2 separate regions of the Mus musculus genome follow, and region 2 is linked to region 1. A link is a contact called in public HiChIP or PLAC-seq data. All regions are on one chromosome and are shown on one strand. The core of a region is the stretch at or near the end of the contact, and the rest is flanking DNA. Distances in the headings are between cores, read along the strand shown.

Region 1 (3,372 bases), core at 545-3,044:
AGTGCATACCATGTGTGTTCTTTTGTGGTTGGGTTACCTCACTCAGGTTAATATCTTCCAGATCCATCCATTTGCTTAAGAATTTCATGAAGTCATTGTTTTTAATAGTTGCGTAGTACTCCATTGTGTGAATGTACCATATTTTCTGTATCCATTCCTCTGTTGAGGGACATCTGGCTTCTTTCCAGCTTTTGGTTATTATAAATAAGGCTGCTATGAACATAGTGGAGCATGTGTCCTTATTACATGTTGGAACACCTTCTGGGTACAGCTGGGTCCTCCGGTAGTACCATGTCCAATTTTCTGAGGAACCACAGAACTGACTTCAAGAGTGGTTGTACCAGCTTGCAGTCCCACCAACAATGGAGGAGTGTTCCTCTTTCTCCATATCCTCACCAGCATCTGCTATTACCTGACTTTTTTATCTTAGCCATTCTGACTGGTGTGAGGTGGAATCTCAGGGTTGTTTCGATCTGCATTTCCCTGGGATCCATCCCATATGCAGTTACCAAACCCAGACACTATTGTGGATGCCAACAAGTGCTTGCTGACAGGAGCCTGATATAGCTGTCTCCTGAGAGGCTCTGCCAGTGCCTGACAACTATAGAGGTGGATGTTCTCAGCCAACCATTGGACTGAGCACAGGGTCCCCAATGGAGGAGCTAGAGAAAGGACCTGAGGAGCTGAAGGAGTTTGCAGCCCCATAGGAGGAACAATAATATGAACTAACCAGTATCTCCAGAGTTACCAGGGACTAAACCACCAACCAAAAAGTACACATGGAGGGACCCATGGCTCCAGCCACATATGTAGCAGAGGATGGCCTTGACAGACATCAACGGGAGGAGGCTAGATGCCCCAGTGTAGAGGAATGCCAGGGCAGGGAGTGGGTGGGTGGTGAGCAGTGGAGTAGGGAAATGGGATAGAGGGGTTTTCAGAGGGGAAATGAGGAAAGGGGATAACATTTGAAATGTAAGTAAAGAAAATATCCAATAAAAAATAGATCTTATTTTTTATAGGCAGAACCATAGCCATATGCCTGGAACCCCAGCAGAGTGGAGGCCAGCAGATCTGGGAAATCCACTGACTGCCCAGCCTAGGTGATAAGTGGGCTCCAGGTTCAGTGAGAACCTCTCTGGAAACGGGGGGGGGGGGGGATGTAGAGAACTGATCAAAGAGCTACAAATTACTTTGTTTTGAAAATCACAACAGATGCTGCCTTCAAATAAACTCTGCACAAAGCTTTGGTTGTGTGGTCATGCTAAGCCAATGCGTCTCAACCTGTGGGTCACAACTCCTCTGGGTGAATGACTCTTTCACGGGTGTTACCTAAGACCATCAGAAAGTGCAGATATTTGCATTACATCTCATAACAGTAGCAAAATTATACTTATGAAGTAGCAGCGAAGTAATTTTATTGGTCGGGGGTCACTACCACATAAGGAACTGTATTAAAGGGTCACAGCATTGAGAAGGTTGAGACCCACAGGTTCCCATAGAGGGTTTTTGTCACTGCTGTATCTCCATGGTCCCATTCTTTCCCTACTCCCTCACGAGCTTCTTGAGACCAGAGTCTGTGTCATCCTCACGTCTCCAGTGGCTACACAAACAGGGGCTTGTTTGGAGAGAACTCAAGTAAAGGAAAGGCAAATTAGAGGACACTGAGGTGGTTTCTCCGCGCAGTGAAGTTTCATTAAGCTGGCGAGGATATCCCCGTGTGGCAGGTAGCCTGGAGGAGCGCTAATGACCACCAGTGCTGACACCAACGGCAGGAGCAGGAGAAAGCCCACCCTCCAATACATCGTGTCCTACCCACAAGAGAACGGCCCCTCAGCTTCCCATCCTAAGCTACGTAAGCCGCAGGCCTTAATCGTGAATCTAAGATAGATGCCAGAAACGCGGCCCTCCAAAACTGCAGGCACAAAAATACGATCCAAGTACGTAAAAGAAGTTTGAATTTGAACCAACTCCAAGGGCTTAAGTTGGGCGCTTGGTCCCTAGCTGATAGTTCTGTTTGGGGAGGTTGAGCCTTGCTGACAAGCCTTGACCACTAGGTGGTAGCCTTGAGCATTAGAGCCTCTGGCTTCTGATCCTACTCGCTTGCTTCTGTCCTGATTAATTCTAATGTGAACAAGCTGGGGCTGGAGAGAGATCGCTCAGTGGTTAGAGGCACTTACTGCTCATTCAGAGAACCTGAGTTCAAAGCCCAGTACCCTAATTAGGTGGTTCACAACAGCCTCTAACTCCAGCTTCACACCCACAGGAGATCTAAAAACCTCTTCTGAACTCCACAGAACCTATATATCTGTGGATAATACCCCTACACACACACACACACACACACACACACACACAATTATAATATTAATAATAATATCTTAAAAGTTTATCTTAAAAATTATTTGGATTTGGGAGGGTTATGATTCCAGTTCAGAAGTTAATAATCAACAGAACAAAATTTAATATCTATATTGTTGGCCTTTATGAATATTATCGAACCTCCCCTGCTCCAGATGCTGATTGGGTGGCAGAGACACACCGAGTCCCTGCCCAGTTCTCTTGGAGCCTTTCATTCCTTAAAGAGAGCTGCAGAACTAATTCTGGGTGCACTGACAGTGAGGAAGGATTAGAGAGAATTCAACAAACACAAACAACCTCGAAATGCAAAGCATGCTGGGAGCCACCAAACCCAAGAAGTAATCTCATAGGAGGAAAGGGAAAGGAATGTGTCTGCACTCCCCATAACAACTGGAACTCTGCCCATCTGAATGCATCCAGCACTATGTCCCTTTATTTCTTAGTGGTCACTATGGACCCAAAGCTCATTACGCAAGGATACAGTGGCATTATTTGTAGAAAAAAATACTCTAGATAATCAACTTAGATTTGTAGTTTCCAACAGGGTACTTCTACACAGTATGCAATTTGAAAGTTTATATATGCATACACATAATTAATATTAGTATGAACCTGTATACAAAAAAATATGATTGTGGGTAAATGAAATCTAGGATGCATAAAATGTAAGGGAAGCCAGGCTCAGGCAGACAGAGAGAGTATATCTAGACAAACATACAAACTGACCAGCGTGGTTACCTTGGAGGGGCAGAGAGAGAGGGTCTGGAGTCACAGAGGGCCTCAGGAGAGGGAGGGACACATTTTCCAGTCACTGCACTGATAGTGGAAATGCATGTGTTAAAGGAAACTGATCAAGCAGGTATTGGGAGACAAGCAGAACTCGTTGTTAACAATGGGAATGACCCATCCCATTATCTGTCTGATAGTATAATGTGTGTTTTTAAGGAAGTCTCTAGATTCTTTGTAATAAAGGAGGGGTGCTTAATGAGTATAATGTGTGTTTTTAAGGAAGTC
Region 2 (3,372 bases), core at 448-2,947, 110 kb after region 1:
GACCAGGCAGATGGGACGCTTGAAAGTGGTGTGGAACATCAAAGGAGTCTGACAGTTAAAGTCAAATCTCAACTCTGTCCCTCACTAACAGCCAGATCTTAGACAAGCTGCCTGGGCTCTAGAGATTCGTTTTTCTCCCTCTATACAATAGGAAGGCCAATGCCGGGTACTCATGTTGATAAATGAGAATTCAACAAGAGTAGCAAGTGCCCAGCATATGAGGAATAATGGGTCAGGCTTCTATGACCAGGCCTCTGTTTCTATATGCAGCTCTCATCTAATTCATGGTAGTCTGTGGTCCATTCTTCTATCCCAGAGAAAATTCAAGCAAAATGCTACCACTGGGGACGTCACTGTGTCGCCTGAAGCAATTGTTACTTCCCTTGTGACCCTGGCACTCATTCCCTTTAACCAGAGCCAGGACAGCTAGAGCTATGCCAGGCTGTCCAGGGTCTACGAGCACCAGACCACACATGGCAACTGTCATCTGAAGCTCAGAAAGATCTCTAAAAGCCTACTCCACAGTTGTGGCTGGCAGAACGGCAGTCCCAAACATAAAGGTAATAACTTGTGTTTGTGGTGTGTGTGTGTGTGTGTGTCTGTGTGTGTGTGCCCGTGTATGCTCTAGTGAAGGATGGGATGAGCCCAGAAGGTCGGGGGCATTCTGAGTGTTAATGCCTTCCTTAAAAACTTAAGGCTTCTATGACAGTGACCACAAACCGTGGTTCAAAACAACAGAAGTTTATTCTGTAGTGCACTTGGAGACAAGAAGTCCACATTCCAGGTCCTGGTCTACTCTGAGTACTGAGGCAGGAGCTTTCCAGAGCTCCCCCCTCACCTGCTGATGGTGCCAGCCTTCTTGGGTGCTCCATGGCTGGCAGCTGCTTTACTTGAGTCTCTGTCACATCCCCTTTCCTATTTCACGTGTCACGCCTTTTCCTGTGTCACTCCCAGCCACATACCATCACCTCCCACTTAGAGGCTACTTCAGGTCCATTCTCCATTCCATTAAGAATTAACTCAGCTTCATGGATTGAATAGATTAGGAAGTGTTTTCTATCTCTCTGAGGACAAGAAGTCCAAGTGCTAGTTAGCTCTTCCTGCATGAAGGAGAACCCTGGGCTGGATCTTAAATGTTTGCCTGGGCTGGAGATACCACAAGCACCTGTAGTGGGATCGGTAACCAGGTGCAGACTGTGGGCTAGGCTTTCTAGGGTCACGGTGGGTTCTTCGGTCCCTGGGGTATGCTCTGGTGGCCCCGTCGATAAAGAGGGAATCAGTCTAGTGCCTTTGCTGCTCTTTCAACTCATGCAAAGCCAGCACTGAGAAGACACAGCTGAGCTCAAACAAGGCAGAAACTGCAGGGTTCACAGGCAGGAGCTGGCTGCGCCCTGAAAACAGGAAGTGACGTCAACACCCCCCTCTCCCCGCAGGAAGGGGTCCAGGCTTCTTAGTTCTCTCCTGAGGAGGAGGATGCTGCATGGGGAAGCACACAGGCATTCCTGAGCAACACTTCATACAAAGTCGGGCCTGGAATTCACACAAAGGAACGTCCTCGCGCTATCCACCGCATCCTCTGATTCCCTGAGTGACCGCACGGAAGTCAGCCTCTGCTGGAACCATCCACAGGACTGAGAGACCCTGAGCAGTCGGCAGCCTGAGGCTCCGAGACTCCGCGTGGAGTAAACATCCCTGGTCTTGAGACCATGGGCTGTGACTCAGCTGTGTCTCATCCCTTGAGGAAGGCACAAGGGCAAGTCTCCCAGAGAGAGGCTCATGAGTGGCCTCTATCAAGCAGCTAAATGACCTGGCTGGAGAGTTCATTCATTTGCTTTTGTTATGAATAAGTGGGAGGGGCTAGGGAAACAGCTCAGTGGGTTTAAAAAAAAAGTGCTAGCTTTACAAGCATGGGGACCCATGTGTTTTAAAAAAAAAAAAAAAAGGCAGAGCTTTTTTGGCAGATGCTTGCTTGTAATCCCAGAGCTGGGGAGGTGGTGACAGGTGGGGCTGGGGCTCACTGGCCAGTCAGCTTAGCCTGCTGGGCAAGTACTGGGCCAGTGAGAGACCGTGGCAGCGCCTGAGAAAGAACATCTGAGGTTGACCTCTGACCACTGTGCATGCACACATGTACCCACACATATACACGTGCACCTACCTACACACATGAAAATGAAATAACAAATAGACAATTATCCTGTGTTTAAGACCTCACACATCTGACCCACAGACTTTGAAAGGGGCACTCTAGACCCACCCTGTCTACCAATGCCATAGATGTATATATAGTATCTTCACTCTCTCCCTAGTAATTGAGTCACATCAGGTCCAGGACACAGAAATGGCTACATAATCAAAGACCATACTACCAGGCAGAAGGTGGAATCAGAAAGTATCACAGGCATTGCCAATGCAGGCCATAATGGGAAAAATAGGTATGTCTTTTTAAAAAAACAAAAAACAAAAAGGGGAGGCGGGCATGAAATGCAACCTATGGAGAGCAAAGCCTGCCATGGGGCCACAGACAAAACGTCGGCTGGCCAGCTCGTGTCCACAGTTCAGAGATGGAAACGGAGCTGAACGGTAGAACATTTATTTGTCCAACATGTACAAGACCCTGGGTTTGATCCCTGGCATCAAAAAGAGTCAAACTTCAGATAAATCAACGGTAATTTTAAAATGTAAGTATGTCCTGGTGTCCTAAATGGTGCCGAGGATATACTCACACTAAAAATAAAATCGCACATTGTTTGATGTACGTTTACAGCTGGGCAGCCTGTACTTTTAACTGGCTAAATTTGGTCACCGTTGGCAGGCTCCCCAAAGCGTTCATTCAGAGAGAGGTCGGACTCACCTGATAGCTTCTGCGATTCGAGTGCTCTCCTTTCTCCGGTCGCTGGACAGCCGGCCGATCAGGTAGGAATAGTCTAGTCCGCTGCAGAACACACTGCCCACGGCACTGAGCAGCAGTAGCTTGCTGTCATCTGTGGCCGCGTTGCACAGGGCTCGCCGGACTTCCTTCATGATCTGCAGGCAGAGGTGAGTTCGCAGAGCTTTGAATGTCTGAGAGACTTCCCCTGAATGGAAGCACACGTCCATCCCCGGGGAAAGAAACTTCACTGAACCAAAACCTTCCCACACCACCCTCAGTGAAAGCGGAAGGATCAACATGGAAGTCCTGGGAGCCTGGTGTGAACTTGATCTGTCTCTATGAACTTCTGTTAGCCAACTTTAGGTTATTTGCTGGTTGAACCCCTTAAAAAGCATGGGAAAGTGGTCCTCTGCACAGCGTTGGTGAGCTATATAAGCCTCTAGTTGTCTCAGTTAAAATTTTCTCTTGTTTTATCTCCCTAGACCCTTGCAGGGGTCATAGGT

What was found. HiChIP or PLAC-seq counts read pairs in DNA pulled down with a chosen protein or histone mark.
Region 2: a contact with region 1 is called in an H3K4me3 HiChIP or PLAC-seq map of the SCID.adh cell line, with 21 read pairs. The contact joins two enhancer-like sites. A contact is called at or near these places in 1 of 15 datasets of contacts at CTCF or cohesin (CD8 T cells), 4 of 484 Hi-C or Micro-C datasets (cerebellum, double positive thymocytes, embryonic stem cells and 1 more) and 1 of 115 datasets of contacts at active chromatin or transcription factors (the SCID.adh cell line).

What each region holds. Positions count from the first base shown.
Region 1 is chr8:116,479,022-116,482,393 of GRCm38.p6, forward strand. No RefSeq gene overlaps it. Among named protein-coding and RNA genes, the nearest start is that of Dynlrb2, 24 kb to the right of the region's middle. Within about 2 kb of position 1,795, at least 2 of the 459 cell types and tissues checked have an H3K27ac peak or open chromatin away from gene starts, as enhancers often do. A contact at or near this core is called in the SCID.adh cell line, where this site is marked.
Region 2 is chr8:116,586,399-116,589,770 of GRCm38.p6, forward strand. It overlaps Cdyl2 (chromodomain protein, Y chromosome-like 2), which reads right to left. Exons shown (of 7, transcript NM_029441.3): 4 at 2,852-3,024. Among named protein-coding and RNA genes, the nearest start is that of Gm31367, 18 kb to the right of the region's middle. Within about 2 kb of position 1,698, at least 98 of the 459 cell types and tissues checked have an H3K27ac peak or open chromatin away from gene starts, as enhancers often do. A contact at or near this core is called in the SCID.adh cell line, where this site is marked.